2 separate regions of the Hordeum vulgare genome follow, and region 2 is linked to region 1. The links are chromatin contacts, called in public Hi-C maps. All regions are on one chromosome and are shown on one strand. Each heading gives the region's core, a stretch centred on a gene start, on an enhancer-like site or on the middle of the called end of the contact. The rest is flanking DNA. Distances are from core to core; before and after follow the strand shown. Region 1 holds the start of LOC123439563 (polygalacturonase ADPG2-like). Region 2 holds the start of LOC123439567 (probable glutathione S-transferase GSTU6).

Region 1 (3,296 bases), core at 363-2,862:
AGGCAAAGGAGACCGATGCACGTGATGGAAGGGGAGGCTGAGACGAGATCGATGCAGGGAAGACAGGGGAGAGGCTGGGATGAGGCACTGAAGGCTAGCGAGGGGTGCAGCCGACCGGGTCGAGCTGCTTGAGTCGCAGGATGGGAAGTTAGAACCCTAGGCGCCCTTGACTCTTTGTCGTCCTGATGGAGCGTGAACGAAGGGAGAGAAAACGTTCTTTTTTACATGGAGCCGAAGAAGAATTTACGTATGTGCACAGTTTTTAAAAAAACTAAGTCGACGAGTTCCTGGTTTCTTGGGTTTTCTCACAATAGGACTGCTTTAATCCCTCATCGAAGGCATATGCGATCACACCTCTCGCACATGCCCCTCGACGGTCATGGATTCTCTAAATCATTAACTTGAGTATGTTTCATGTGGATGCACAGTTCCCAATACTTCTGCATTTCTTTCTCTAAAATTGGCTCCGTTAAATATTAGGATAATTCGAGATAAATCATGAAACACTACACCGATTATTTATTTTAAAAAAGTAGGAGAAACTTTTCGCTAACACACATACGTGAGCCATCATCACGACTCGCAAGAAACGTTGATGGCCAATGTATTTTCGGAGTATTCACTGCGAGATAATTGCATCTACGGTCCTTTTAGTTGCTGGCTAGATCCAACATGGTCCTCATACTCGAAAAATGCTTCAATACAGTCCTTATACACGAAAATACGGTGTGTATACGTAAGGCATATTCATGCCAAAAAAGCATATCGAGCCACGTCAGCATCGGTCCCACATGTCAGGCGGACTGAGTCAAACGTCTGATAACTTTGCCCTTGTCCATAGGTGCGAGTCCCACCTGTCGACGACTGTCCGGACGGCCCCATCCAGGCCGTCCATCTCGCGATTGCACGGCCCACGTGCATGCATGCATTCGCCTGATCCCTAACCGCCCGCAACGATATCCTCTGTATCTTGCTCGCCAAGGGAATATAAATTCACCTCCTTTTTAATCAAGCCATCCCAAGCGGGGACACGGCCGCGATTGCATTCTGTAAATGGCGCGCAGTTTATTTCTATTGTCAATCAACGCACAGACCAGCTGCGCGAGATAACCGCATGGCATTTTGGGGCTCGCGCACAGCTAGCTATCTCCTCTTTTAAAACCTGGAAAGGACAGACGGCCGCGATCTCCTGCGCCGATCCAACCTAGCTACTCCTACGTATAAGAAATGAATTCCAACACGAGATCTAAATACATGGAGAGTTTTGATTCCCACGGCTTTTACTACCACGACAAACGAGATATATTTGGCTTCAATTTGCTGCTGCTACGCCTGCGCTCGCGCGCCCCCGTCTCGCGCGCGTATAAATTGACGCACACACGACTGGCTGTATCATCAGTACTCGACCGACGGTACTAGCATCCCTGGAAAGCTCTTCTTCGGCCGATTCTGTTGCTGATCGTGGCGGCGTTGGTGACCATCATGGTATGCGCTCTACCATTGCTCACCAGCTCGGTCGAAAAGTAGTACTTCATGTAGATTTTCCTTCTCATCATCATCATCTATATGTTGTTTAGCCTAACGTAAGGATCTTGAAAATGGCAGAGGGTTGTGCTGCTGCTTCTTGTGGTATCGGCCGCAGTTCGATCTGCTGCCGCGGCGGCGACGGCGACAGCGGTGTGGAAAGGCGAAGGGACTCGGTACAGCGTCATGGCTTTCCATGCCGCTGGGGACGGCGAGACGGATGATACCAAGGTATAACAACAGGGTACACATTGCCGATCAGACCAGATGAGATCTTTCTGACTTACTCGTCTGCATACTCCGTCTAGGCGTTCGAGGAGACATGGAACTCAGCGTGCAGAGACAGCGGCGGGGCGAACGTGTACATCCCTGCAGGAAGGACCTTCTTGCTGCGCGACGCCACTTTCAGTGGACCCTGCAGGTCGCCCATCACCGTCCAGGTAACAAACACCTACCGTCTACCGACGATCTGACCGTCCTGGGTCATCCATCTTCTTGTCAAATCTCTAGTACATTACATATAATAGCCGACAATGTAACTGAGGTTGGAGCGTTTCTGCAGGTGGACGGGGACATCGTGGCGCCAAAAACTCTCTGGCAGCTAAAATCGTCAAACATACTGACCTTCCACGAGGTCGACAACCTGACGGTGGACGGGAGCGGCCAGATCGACGGCCGAGGCGCCCCCTGGTGGGATTGCCACAACCATAAGGTAACAACAACAGACACAAACATAGCCGTTGCTTCTTCAATCCATCTTCATATCTTGCCCACAATCTGATCAGCTGCCCCTCTCAACTCTGACAGAAATGCAGTGCCCGGCCAATGGTAAGCACACACGCAACACGTCTTCCAGTTGTCGATCCAAAAATACCCTTTTCAGTTTCAATCCGGAACTACTAGTCCGGTATAGAAAGACAAAGATCGATCTGTATGTATGTTGAAACTCATTCAGACCTGCACACACATGTAAACCAGCTGGTGGCATTCTCGTTCTGCAACGGTCTACGGGTGACCAACATACGCCTCAAGGACAGCGCCGAGAAGCACATCAGCATGTACAAGTGCAGCCACGCGCAGGTGAACAACGTCTCCATCACCGCCCCTGGCGACAGCCCCAACACTGACGGGATCACCATGGGGGGCTGCAGCCATGTGCACATCTCCTCCTGCTCCATCCAGTCCGGTACAGCCCCGCCCTCCTTGAGTAGCCCTTGATAAAACCCATTACTTCCATGTGTGTTGCAGTATGACCACACGTGTGTTTGCAACACTCTTGATATGTATGCTTGCAACACTGCTGCTGACATAGATACATTCGACAAGTGCAGGCGATGACTGTGTGTCGATTCTGACGGGCACGACCGATGTCAACGTTACCGACATCACGTGTGGGCCTGGTCATGGCATTAGGTAATACAAATGTACATCCTTTCTCATGCAGGCCTGTACTGACCAAGTGCATAAGGATTGATGAACTTCTCTAGTGAGTGGCATACATTAAGCTAAGCAGCTTTTTTCATCTTGTTATGTAGTGTGGGAAGCCTTGGAGCTGATGGTGAAGGCCCAGCGATGGTGGAGAGTGTTACTGTATCCAACTGCAACTTCTTTAATACGATGAACGGTGTCAGGATCAAATCGTGGCAGGTAACACTGAAGCTGTATCTACATGCCTTCTCTGTGTTGCGCATATGTGTCCCATGCATCAGATTAAAGATTTCAAGTTTCAACTGTTGGTTGCATACACCACTGCAAGCCATAGGCATATATAG
Region 2 (3,296 bases), core at 403-2,902, 510 kb before region 1:
AATATTCGGCGGCAATGCGTTATTGATACATTTTTTTAAATTGCATAGTTTCTTACACTAGTGATTGGCCCTTAGTAAATAGCGTGAAAATGTCGTCATCAAAGATTTCACGCCCGGTTGGGGGATTCGGCTCGTAGACTGGCCCCTCCATCTGTTCCTCTTGGTTGTATCCATTCGGGCTTGGAGCATATTGTTGTGATGTTGCTCACAAGAGTGAACTTGTTTTGCTTTTCGTTTTGAACCTGTTTTCTGATGTAGCTTTGCGGATTCTAGGATGTTTGTTGTTTCATTTATAAACCGACAAAATTCGTTCATTGTGTTGTCAAATACAGGAATCCAAATATTCAAATAACCTACTTGCCCAATTTATTTCGAACAAGGGCATTTGGTCTAGTGGTATGATTCTCGCTTAGGGTGCGAGAGGTCCCGAGTTCAATTCTCGGAATGCCCCTTTATTTTTCTTTTTTTTTTGCCTCTGCAGAAATCCAGAGTTCCAAACAAGAACACAGACTTTATTAAAGGATCAGATTCAAAATCAATTCAATTCCTCCTCTGCGCGCGATGGATCCAGCCACTCGCCTTGGAATTAAAACTAGCGATTTACTGCGTCTGGTGCGGCGGCAGATACGGCAGGCCGCGGCGAGCCCGCTTCATGAGGTTGTACTCCACCAGCGGCGCCGCGTCCGGCACGATCTCCCTCACGCCGTCCAGCGCGCCGAACCGCCCCGCCCACGCCGCCAGCCGCGGCGTCCTGGCCGGGTCGAGGGTCCGCACGCCGCACATGGCCTCGGACGCGCGCAACCACCCGACGAACCCGCCGAGCACCACGTCCACCAGCCCCACGCCGTCCCCGCCGAAGAAGTCCTTGTCCCCGAGCTCCCCCTCGAACGCCTCCAGCACGGAGACGACCTCCCCCGCCGCCCGCGCCCTCTCCTCGGCCGTCTTCCCGCCGTAGAGCGGGATCCACGTGGGGAGCAGCTTCTGGTCGACGTAGGCGGCCCAGAACCGGGCGGCGGCGCGGCCGTGCGGGTCGTCGGGGAGGAGGCGCGGGAGGCTCTCCGGGAACGCCTCGTCGACGTACTCCACGATGACCAGAGACTCGGCGACGGCGCGGCCGCCGTGGATGAGCACGGGCACCTTCCCGCCGTGGGCCGGGTTGGAGGCGAGGAGGAGCTGGCTCTTGCCCCGCTCGCCGAACAGGTCCTCCTCCACGTACTCGTAGGGGATGCCCTTGAGGTTCAGCGCGAACCGCGCCCGCAGCGCGAACGGGCTCGTCCAGAACCCCAGCAGCGTCAGCCCCTCCTCCCTGCCGCCGCCGCCGCCTCCGGTCGCTTCAGCCGCCGCCGCCGCCATTGCTGCTGTCTCCGCCGGTCGAGTGGTTGGTGGATCTGGTGTGGCGCAGGGCACGAATCGTCTGCCTGCTCAGATATAGCACCTCGTTTCGTCATGCGTGACGGCGAGGGTGTGGCCGTGAGTGTAAAATCGGAATGGTTATCCTATCTCGGATGCCATTTTTGGCGCGACCAAGTGAGCAAACTGGCCATTTCTTGCTATTTTCTTTCGTTGTGACAGCTAAGAATGGAAAGTCAGATATGCACAACTCTCATCAGTCGGTCCGATCTTTCCTCGGTGGCTCTATGAGCATGTAAGAGTGAGGCCAGGCGGATCATATACCACCGATTTTCGTCGACATTCAAAAAATTGTTTAGGGAAACGTTGAAACCGGTGCGCTGGCTGAATGCTCGGGCCGATCGCATGCGACCCACGCGATCCCTGCGTCCGTGTGCTGCTGCCGTCCGCATCGCTGGTGCCTGCCCCATCGACCGCCCGCATCGTCGATGCTCGTCCCATCGACCGCCCGCTCTGTTGGTTCCAGCCTTCGCCTGTTGTCATGGTCGGGTTCGTTCGTATACAAGTGTTGCAACAGTCAAACAATGTTGAAAAAAGCCCAACTGGTTCGTTGCACAACGCATAGGCCTTGCCTTTTAAGGGAAGCTTGCAAACGTACGTGCATTAACTCTGTCGGTGGAGAGGAAACGCCTGCCCTCCCAGGTCGCCCCGCGCGGCGACCGGGCGGATCCCAGATCCGCCGCCCAGCCCCCTCCCCTCCCTCGCCTGTCTCCCCCGCCGCCGCCCCGGGGCTCGGTCGGGTAAGGCCCGACCGGAGCCGGCGGCGGTGGGGCCTTCGCGTTCTCATGGTGGTCGGGGGCGGCGCGGAGCGACCCCTCCGCCCAGGGGACGGCGCCGGCGTCGGGCGTCGCGGCGCGGGGGTGCCTGGGGCTTGGGGGTCCGGTGCTCCGGTCGGGCTTCGGCGGCACAACTGGTGGCTGGGCGTGAGGGGGCTGCTGTGGCGGCGCCAGATCTACGCGGTGGCGGATGACCCCTCTCAGGGATAGGCAAGTGAAGGCCCCCGACCGACCCCTCTCCCTCCCAGGTCAGGGTTCCGGTGCCTGGGGCTTTGGGATCCGGTGCTCCGGTCGGGCTTCGGCGACACAGCTGGTGGCGGGGCGTGAGGGGGCTGCTGCGGCAGCGCCAGATCTGCGCGGCGGCGGCTGCTGGAGGCTGTGCGGATGCGGTGCTGCAGGGGGGCTGAGCCTGGACGCCGGGGCGGCCCCGGAGCTCGGGCGTCGTTCCTGCTGGGCGGCGCGGTGGTGTTGGTTGCGGGCCAAGAGAGAGCATCCAATCGTGCTGCGGCGATAGGGATGCAAGATTTGGCTGCCTGGGTGGCTGATGCGTGGAGGTGCAGCGTAGAGGAGGTCCGAAGGTGGGCTGACGGATTGGCTGTCGACCAGAGGATTTCGAGGGCTGGGTGAAAACCCGTTTCTGGCCATGGTTGGAGCCTGTGAAGGGCGGCGTCCGTGGACGCCGTGACCTTCCTGAAGGCGTCGACGGGACGCTCTCTCTTCCTCTGCGAGGGACAACTCCGGAGGAAACTCCAGACCCAAGGGTCGGTCGTTGGCGGCATTTGACGCCGCTCCCCTCTTGAGGGCATCGATTTTGGAGGTTAATCCGGTCACAGGGACCAAGGGGTGTGTTGGAAGGTTAGGTGATGGAAAGCGTTGTTGTGGCGTCGAGGCTGCTGTGGCAACGATGATGGGGCGAGTGAAGTCGGAGCTGCAGCGGCGGGACCCCTGTGGCAATGATGACAGGCAGCAGCTGGTCCGTTCGGTGTTCTTCCACGGCACCAGCCTGGCATAGTTCTTCTTTGAATCTTTCCTTCAGAGTCGGAGCTGCCTGCCATAGAGTTCTCGAGGCAGGCGGGAGCGGCCTGCCTCGAGCACCCATTCGGGGAATCA

What was found. Hi-C and Micro-C count contacts between places; a contact is called where the count stands out from the background.
Region 2: a Hi-C map of seedling shows a contact between it and region 1, with 4 times the contacts expected there. The contact joins the promoter of LOC123439567 here to the promoter of LOC123439563 in region 1. A contact is called at or near these places in 2 of 6 Hi-C or Micro-C datasets (leaf and seedling).

What each region holds. Positions count from the first base shown.
Region 1 is chr3H:79,661,601-79,664,896 of MorexV3_pseudomolecules_assembly, reverse strand. LOC123439563 (polygalacturonase ADPG2-like) reads left to right here and starts at 1,612. Exons shown (of 8, transcript XM_045116259.1): 1 at 1,612-1,755; 2 at 1,833-1,964; 3 at 2,087-2,236; 4 at 2,503-2,710; 5 at 2,856-2,937; 6 at 3,060-3,171. The coding sequence starts at 1,711.
Region 2 is chr3H:80,175,758-80,179,053 of MorexV3_pseudomolecules_assembly, reverse strand. LOC123439567 (probable glutathione S-transferase GSTU6) reads right to left here and starts at 1,652. Exons shown (of 1, transcript XM_045116263.1): 1 at 492-1,652. The coding sequence starts at 1,353. The coding sequence ends at 601. It overlaps TRNAP-AGG (a tRNA gene), which reads left to right and starts at 380; the gene lies at 380-451.